Linked DNA regions of Sus scrofa: region 1 is linked to region 2. The links are chromatin contacts, called in public promoter capture Hi-C maps. All regions are on one chromosome and are shown on one strand. Each heading gives the region's core, a stretch centred on a gene start, on an enhancer-like site or on the middle of the called end of the contact. The rest is flanking DNA. Distances are from core to core; before and after follow the strand shown. Region 1 holds the start of SRSF3 (serine/arginine-rich splicing factor 3). Region 2 holds the start of BRPF3 (bromodomain and PHD finger-containing protein 3).

Region 1 (4,208 bases), core at 309-2,808, 360 kb after region 2:
TAAGTGGGGAGACTGCATGTAACAACCCTGCAAGGCTTGGTGTAGTTACCCATTTTACAGAGAGGAAACTAATATTGAGATGGTAAGGGATATTTCTCCAGACACTTTAGCAGTAAGTAGCAGCAGTACTGTGGGTCCAAATATAGGACTGTCTGACTTCAATGGCTTTGCTTTGATAGAAGGAAATAAAAAGAGGAGAAAAGCTTACACAGGAAGAGAGGAGCAAATCAAAGCAAATAGAAGTAAGCCAGAATAGAAAAACATTTAGAGAAGGAAAGAAGAGGAAGAGAAAAGCTTTGCTAGAATTCCTACCTGGGAAAAACCCAGGTAAGACCAGCTCAGGGCTTGGCTCAACAAATGTAGTTTCCATTCTCCCTCTTCCCTTGCCAGTATGAAATCCTCGTTTTTTACAGGTGTGAAAACTCAGAAACAGTAAGTCGTGTCTCCACCCCACATGGATAGATAAACTTCTTAGAGCCACAATAAGAGAATATCTGGGAAAAGGAAAGCAGTGAATGTTTGGCATATCTTTCAGCTACTGGTGGAAAAATACAAGTTATTATTTTTCTTGAGAGCAGATTTAGATACGTTAGTAAGTCAGACTCCACTGAAAGGGGAGGAAACCAGGCAACCCTCTTAGCTGAACTCACTGTTCCAGAGAGGAAGATCTTGGTGATTTTTCTAACAAACCATTGGTATTTCTCTCCCAATAGTTAATTTCGTGGCTCAGTTCTTTTCAGAGGAAGTGGAAAGCAGAGAGGAAGGTGTTAGTGAACCATAGACCCCCCACCTCTGAGCCCCGGTCAGTACAACAGCCTTTGCCAGAAGACAGACTGGTATTCGTTGCGGAGGAGAGGGGTGCCGAATTCAATCTCCTCAGGAACTTCCTTTTATACTGTTACTAAATGCGATACTTTCTGGATGGCCTGACCCGTCTCATTTGCCTTTGAGTTTCTATTAAACATTTCAAGAGTCCAAAATGATGACGCCATCGTCTCTGCCAAATCGTGCAGTTTGGGTGAGAGGTGGCAGACCAGCCAGAGTTGGGCCGACTTTCCGTGACTGGGCTTTTCCCCAAGTGTGGGACCCGGAGGGGCACAGTGTGGTGACAGCGGGTTCACAAACAGCCCCGTGACCTTGGGAGCAACTCCGAAGCACGTTTGTAAACGTGATGGTCTCAGTTCCTGCCTAACCGCTCATGCGGAGCAGTAATTAATGAACTCATTTTATACTGTAATCTTATTGGGTGCAAAAGGCTCTATCAGTGTTTGGGTGTGACCGGCGATGATGTTATTAAATCCCTATTAATAGGCTATTTGGAGATGAGGGAGAGGTGACTGAGGAGAACTCGGCAACAGGAGAATTACACCGAGGGAGCTCTGGCCCTGAGGCACGACGGCTGCGCGCGTCTCCACCGACGAGGCAGCACAACCAGAGAAGGCTCTCAGCAACCGCGGTTCTCGCAGCGTTTGTGGCCATTACGTCACGGTCTTCTTCGCCTCTCATTGGGCGAACCCGTCCAATCATGTGACTCCAGGATGGCTTATAAATACAGGCGAGGAGACGGTGTTGGTCCGCCATTTCGTGGACGCCGGATCGGGGAGAGTATCTGCTGGAGCCAGGCGGGAGGGGAGTGGGAAGAGACAGCCGCGGGTGCGTGGATTTGAGTCTTCGCATTTCTAATCTAAGATCTCGGTAAGAGACCCAGCGACTAAAGGAATGAGGTGGGAAATGGGCCTTAACAGGACCGAGGTGGGGCCAGGCCCAATGGCGGCGCCAGATTGAGACAAAGAGACGCTGCCGCCATTTTGTGACGTTCAACACGGGGCGGTGGAGGGGGCTCCCGGCCCCCCGGAGCAGGCACCCAGGCTTCCAAGTGGAGGTGCTTATAACCCTTCCCTGGGGGGCTGAATCGGGAAGTGAGATTGCTCGAGTTGAGGCAAAGGGGGTATCGGTAATCGGTTGTACTCTAGATCGCGGCCATTCAATTTATGGCGCCTTTTTTTTCTTTTTGCCCACGTTTCCTTAAGTAGCGGCTTAGGATTTTTTTTCTTCAAGTCACTACTCAAGACTGGACCCTTCGATCCATATTTGAGGATTTCTCTACTTTCTTTCATTTTCGTGTTACTTTAACTTCACTTTTTACAGCCTGAATCCAATAACTATTTTTTTTTAAGCTGATCTTTCTTGAGCTGTATTGTTCTTATAGCTGCTTCGCATTAAAACTGGTCAGGGTAAAGTTTTTGGGAAAGATTAATTCACCAACAATGGGTTTGGTCTCGGAACTTCTGGGCACAGGGCGGGGTCACACAAATAGGATGTGTCTGGGCGGGTATTTTTTTTTTTTTTAATTGGATAACGTGTTTATGAAAAGCCCTTAAGCTGAGTTTTTGGACAGGCTGCTTTTCGTATGTAATCTACAAGTTGATTAGATTCGTTGCTGAGGCGGCTTTATTAGTATTGAAGGTTTTTCAAATGTAAACTAAAGTGCCTTAAGTTCTTGCACAACAAATAATCTATTTTTTTCCCCATGAGGTGGAGTTAATGTAACATTCATTTTAAAGTGCACGATTCAGAAGCATTCGATACCTTCACAATGTTGTGTAACTATCACCTCTATCTAGTTTTAAAGCATTTTATTATACCCACTAAGGTGACCTGTACTGTTAAGCAGCCACTACCCTTTTGGCCTGCCCCTTTCTCTCCCGCAGCCCCTGGTAGCTACTAATCTGTCTCTGGATTTACCCGTTTCGGATATTTCACATACATGGGATGGTATTACGTGTATTTTTTTTGTCTGATATCTATAACTTAGCATGCTTTCACGTTTTGTCCATGTTTATGGGTACTCGTTCCTGAATACTCCATTGTATGGGTAATAATTTTGCTTCTCCATTTTGTTGCTGGACATTTGGGTTAACACCTTTCGGCTGTTGAGGGTAGAACAAGATATATATTTTTAAAAAACAAGTTTGTCCTGCTTGAGTAAAGTTTTGGCTTGTGAAGGCACATTACTATCACTTTTTTAGTGGTTTAGCCTTAACTGCTGTCTTGTCTTCACTTGTCATTTTGTTTTGTAGTCTCCAGGTTTTGCTTTTAATCCTACTTTTCAAAGTTGTTCCTCCCCCCCCTTCAGATAACTGAAATAGGTTTAAGTCTCTCAGTTCCCATTTTGTGGCATATGCTCCCCTACTGTTTCCTCCCTCCACTTCTCTGGGAGGTGATTTTTTTTTTTATTTTCTTACACAGCTTGGCTTCCAGGTGGTTATTGGCAACGATTGGGGTGTTTCAAGGGTAGTGCCTTTACCTTTTTTCGGTTTTTGAATTCTTTCCTAAGGATCTGTTTTTTACTGTGTGGGTTATGATATTTTGGATTTTTTTTTTTTTTTTTGTTACAGAAATGCATCGTGATTCCTGTCCATTGGACTGTAAAGTTTATGTAGGTAATCTGGGAAACAATGGTAACAAGACTGAATTGGAACGAGCTTTTGGCTATTATGGACCACTCCGAAGTGTATGGGTTGCTAGAAATCCTCCTGGCTTTGCTTTTGTTGAATTTGAAGATCCCCGAGATGCAGCTGATGCTGTCCGAGAGCTAGATGGGAGGTAATTTGTTAATTTTTGCTAATAATATGTTGTTTGTCCTTTTAATATTTAAAATCTCTAGGATAAGAGGTTTTTAGATGGCTTTGTGGAGATTTACATAAATTTTTTTTTTTCTGGCCAAAAAAGGACAACGGTTTTAGTGACGATACGTAGGGAGAGTTTATTCAGTTTGCCATTGAAGAAAAGAATTTTATTTGCAGTTGGCGGGTGGAGAGCAGCATCCAAAATATGACTGAAATATTTTAATCTAAATCCACTATAAATAGTCATGTTGTAAACTTTGAAATCTAAAATTGTGGAATCAGACATTCCCTTATGGTCACATCCTGATTGATTGTAGCTGGATGATGGTTACATGGGTTTATTGTACCATTATCTTTACATGATAACACTTTTTTTTAGGAAGTGTGGGTGTTATTTCCCTATGCTTTTAGTGTCTTGTTGACTGGCTAAGTAACACCTGAGGTTAGTTGGGTGTTTTGTTTTGTTTTTTGGTTTTTTTTGTTTGTTTTTTCTGTGCTAGTGGCTTGTGGATGTTCCCAGGTTCTGGGATCAAATGTGACAGTGCTGCATTCTATTTTTTTTTTTCTATTACTCAGTGA
Region 2 (4,359 bases), core at 405-2,904:
CTGGGGCTTTCCCTTCCACAATTAATCATCTTTTCTTCCACACCTTCCCTCCAAATGATTATTCCTCCTAGCCCTAAAACACTTGACGGTTAGTTCATACTATTTCATCTTCACAGTTTTCAAACACCGCCCTGCCCTTACTTAGATCCACAAGCCACTACCTTTTTCTTTTCTTTTTTTTTCACTCCCTTTTTAAAACAAAATTGGTTAATGAAGTATTTTTGCTATCAATTTGCCAAAAGGTGCTACGGTATAATCAGGAAAACATCTTTGTAATACAAATTAGCTTCCTTACTTTTATCAAACTTTCAAACCCCAAACACAGTATGTTTAAATTCCTTAGGATCATAAACATCTATACCTCAAAAGTTCGTTCAGTTTAAACATTTGGAAGACTTGAATCCTAAGCTTTTATCCTTCTTGCTCTGACTCTACAATCTATGTTCTTGATTGTCAGAACCAAGAGAAAAATTGTGAAAGTCTTACCAAGCTGTACTAGGAGCGCGGACAGCGGAAACGCTTTCAATATGTCATTCATCTTCACTTTTAAGGCAGTCTGTCCATACATACTTTCTGAACATCGTTAAATATTGGTGCTTAAGACTTCAGTCATGTGAGGTAAACGTTCCAATTCATAGGCAAAGTGGGTGGTGGTGGCAAAGGAGCGCTTTTCTAAAATTTACCAAAGTAAAAGCCAAGCTGATTGTATCTGAAAGTCTGAAGCTGCCATTTGTCAAATATCAATTAGAAAGCCGCTTTTGCGTTAACCGATTCCTAGCCAAATCAGTCTTAAGGAGAGACTGTTTCCCTTGTCTACAAACGAGGTGCCAGACGTCCTTAAGCAGACCGTCAAACTTTTACGTTTTTTTCTTTTTAAACACAGGAGGGAGACGATGGGACACTGAGAAACATCAGGTCTGTTTCTTAAGAAGGATGTCTCTGGGGGAAGCAGGCGCTCACCTGTACCCAACAGTGGCAGGTCTTCCCCGGCTGTCTTCCCTGGGGGAGGGTACGGACATCGATAGACCTTTGTCCTCCCGACTGCAGCAAGGGGGTTGGGGGAGGGGCGCGACTTTCTGGGAGTAGTACAGGCACCTGCACCCCGAGACGCAGACCGGTTTTGACATCAATGTCTGCCCTGGCTTAACCTTTGGAGGGACCCTCAAGCCCAGGGAGGGGTTTGTTGCCCTAAACCTTGGCTGCCTCTCCCGCAGGGCTGGGGGAGGGGACGGCTGATCACTCTAAAGAGTTAGGGACCCCGGTCTTTCCCAATAGGACCTGAACGTCCTCCAGCTCTCTAGCCCGGCTTGCCCCGCGGCGAGCTGGGCCGGGGTAAGCCGGGGCAGATCCTTCTTTGCTCCGCGCCCCTACCGCGTCCGCACCGCCACCGTGAGGCCGAGCAGGGGACAGTGCCCTGTGGCGGCAGCGGCTCCGCGCTCCTCTCCGCGCAGCCCCGGCTGCCGCCGCGCCGGGCACGGGCGGGGGGATTTTTTCCCCCCGTTTCCCCCCCTCTTTCGCGCTCTCGCTCCTGTTCAGCGGGAGAGCCCGCGGAGCCAGGGAGGGAGCGAGGGAAGGGGTGGAGGTGGCGGGGGGGTGGGGGAGGCCGGAGGGGCGGATCCTGCCTGGGGGCTGATCCCTCCCTCCCCTCGGCCGGGCTCCGTGGCGGCAGCGGCGGCGACGGCGGCTTCATTCCCCCTCCTCCCCCGGGAGCGGCGGCGGCGGCTGGGCTGGGGCCCCAGCGCGGGCCGGGAGGGGGCACGTCAGTGGCCGCCGAGGCTAGCGCGGGAGGAGGCCGCGCTTCGCTCCCCCGGCCGAACCGACTGCTCGACTGCCGGCCCGCCCGCGCCCAGGGGCCCCCGAACGGTGGGGCCGGGCCAGCGGCTGAGGTAATGGGGGCGGCAGCGGGACCAGACGGAGCGGGGGCCGAGGGCAGAGGGGCCTACGGGGACCGGGGACTGCGCAGGGTGGGGGAGGGAAGCGAGGGGCTTCCCGAGCTGGGCGGGGGCGGTGCGAAAGCTGTTTCCTAGAGCCAAGGCGGCGGCGGGGAAGGAGAAGGCGAGCGAGGGGGGGAGCTGAAAAGCAAGGACCCCCTCCCGCAGCCGCCATCTTGTTTTCCCCCCGGCCCTGGAAGCTGAGCCACCGAGCCCCGCCCCCACCACGCTCTCCAATTGGTCGAGCCAGAGGGGAGTTCCACCCTCTGAGCGTCCCTTGGCGCCCCGGTTTCTCCTGACGGGCAGGTGAGGCGGCCAATGGGTGCTCGCTTCTGTGCCCCGCTCGTTCTCAGGGGCTCGCTTTCTCTGTGTGAGGGTCGGACTCCGCGTCAGTCTGTCGCTGGCGCGCTCGCCCCCTCCTCGATGTTATTTCCCTCCTTTCTCCTCAGAAGGGTCGAGATTTTTCTGGAAGAGGTGCTTCTTTAAAAGGGCAGGAGCCTTGGGAGGGGTCCTCACTTGTCTCCTGAATATCTCGTGTAGGGTGCAGTGGGGGACGATAATAATTCTTTCCGGACCTGGGTGGGGTGGGCGAGTGGGGGGCTCAGGGGATGCGGAGAAGACCTCCGGTGGTGTGGGAAATTTTTGGAGTTGTGTATGTGGGAAGGGCTGCGTGGGATTAGAAACTCCCGCCAAAAAACTAGATTGTAAGCTCTTTGCGGGCGAAACTCATCTCATTTTCCTCAGCAGCAGCCCTTCCCCCTCTAGAGTTTGCCCCTCAGAGACTTGAATGGGACAGCAGAGGTCTCTGTAGGTACTTGATGCTTGCCTGAGAGATGGCTGAACTGCCTGGGAGGCAGCCGGGAGGGAGGGAGAACACACAGTGGCTTTAACAAAGGAGGGGGCACGTCGCCTCCCTCAACTACTGAGGTAGCTTTTCACAGCTCTGCAAGGGTCTCCGTGCCCTTGAAGGGGTGGGGGCAGGTCTCTTGGCCCGGACTGCCCCTATGGAGTTTGCATTTATGAGGCGCGTAGTGGCCAAGGGTCCCTGGAACCTGTTCAGAATTGCCGTGATGATTCTCTTTCCTTTGGTTATGAATAGGATTGTGCCCGCCTGCCACTGTGCCTCAGCCAAATTGGTTGTTGGTAGTCTCACTTTGGGATTGGAAGGCCTTTTAAGTAAGGATGTTAATAATAGCTCATTAACAAATAGGAACGCTTAAAGACAGATTTCATTAATTTCATTTTACTGATTAGAGTATGGGGGCACCGGAGATCGAGTGACTTTCTCCAGTTACCCAGGGCCAAGATTAGAACCTAGATTGCCCCCAGGCTTCTTTTTGTACCAGACCATGGCATCTCTGTGGTGTTTTTACATCTTGGTGAGATGAGCTGAGCAGATCACAAGATTTGGGCTTGAGCTGTAGCTTTACGACTTAACCAGCTTTGGGTGGAGTGACACTTTTGTGAGCCTTTGTTTCTTCATCTGTAAAATGGAGATGAGGATATTCTACCTTCCAAGGTAGCTGAGAAATATTACAAGTAAAAGGGCTTCGTAGTTTATAAAAGTGTGCTAAATTATCATCACCATCTCCACTTTATGGGTAAAGATGGTAGATCCTGCAACCAGGGTGACAAGTTCTGTTTTTCTACTTGAAATAACTTCTGTTTATATCCTTACAAGTCTCTGCCCATACCTCAAGGCACCATATCCCCAAAGGTCTTTCCTTGTACTGATGGCCTCAATAACTGCCTACCACAGCTCCCTCCATCCCAGAGAATGATGTGGGAAACATTTAGGGCTTTCTTTTCATTGCACAAGGGTAGACGGTATTTTGCGAGAGAGGGACTTTTGAGATAATAGAATGCACTGAGAGCTTACCCCAGGTATTTCCCCGGTTACCTTGGCCCTTAGATCCAGTGAGAATTCCAGATAGGCCACTCCCAGAGTTTCCAGGGTTTCTGCTTAGAGGTGTACTAGCCACTGTATGCTGCCTTTTGCAGAGAAAACCCTGCATGTGTTAGTTTATAGTTCTTGGGCCACATGTAATAGGCATTTTAGGTCCCTTCACACCTTTACCGCTGGGCATGGTCAGGGGATAGGGTTTCTGATCAGAATAAGATGGGTTGGGATAGGGCTCTAGACCTGTGGAGTTTTGATCCCTGATGGGGCCACTGTTTATGTATAGAACTTGCAAGTGGATGCTATTCTTCTTTATTTCTGAAGCCTTAACTACCCCACCCTATTTCCATAGTTAACTGTGTCGCAACCTTATGTACATCATCAGAACATTAGGCCTCTCCCCACATGTTACACTGTTTACCTTTCTTTCCCTTCAGTCATAACTGCTTGAGGGCAGGAACCGTGCATATTTGATTTTCATTCAACTGACACTTAGTGAGTGCTTACTTAGCAGTCAGGCACCATTCT

The links. Promoter capture Hi-C pulls out the DNA fragments that hold promoters and counts their contacts.
Region 1: a promoter capture Hi-C map of fetal skeletal muscle shows a contact between it and region 2, with 6 times the contacts expected there. The contact joins the promoter of SRSF3 here to the promoter of BRPF3 in region 2. A contact is called at or near these places in 1 of 5 promoter capture datasets (fetal skeletal muscle) and 1 of 47 Hi-C or Micro-C datasets (liver).

Annotation. Positions count from the first base shown.
Region 1 is chr7:32,287,906-32,292,113 of Sscrofa11.1, forward strand. It overlaps SRSF3 (serine/arginine-rich splicing factor 3), which reads left to right and starts at 1,559. Exons shown (of 6, transcript XM_021098646.1): 1 at 1,559-1,695; 2 at 3,399-3,606. The coding sequence starts at 3,401.
Region 2 is chr7:31,924,659-31,929,017 of Sscrofa11.1, forward strand. BRPF3 (bromodomain and PHD finger-containing protein 3) reads left to right here and starts at 1,655. Exons shown (of 13, transcript XM_021098638.1): 1 at 1,655-1,886. LOC110261741 (atherin-like) reads right to left here and starts at 4,018. Exons shown (of 5, transcript XM_021100034.1): 1 at 4,009-4,018; 2 at 2,448-2,506; 3 at 2,001-2,297; 4 at 487-1,939. The coding sequence starts at 4,018. The coding sequence ends at 1,298.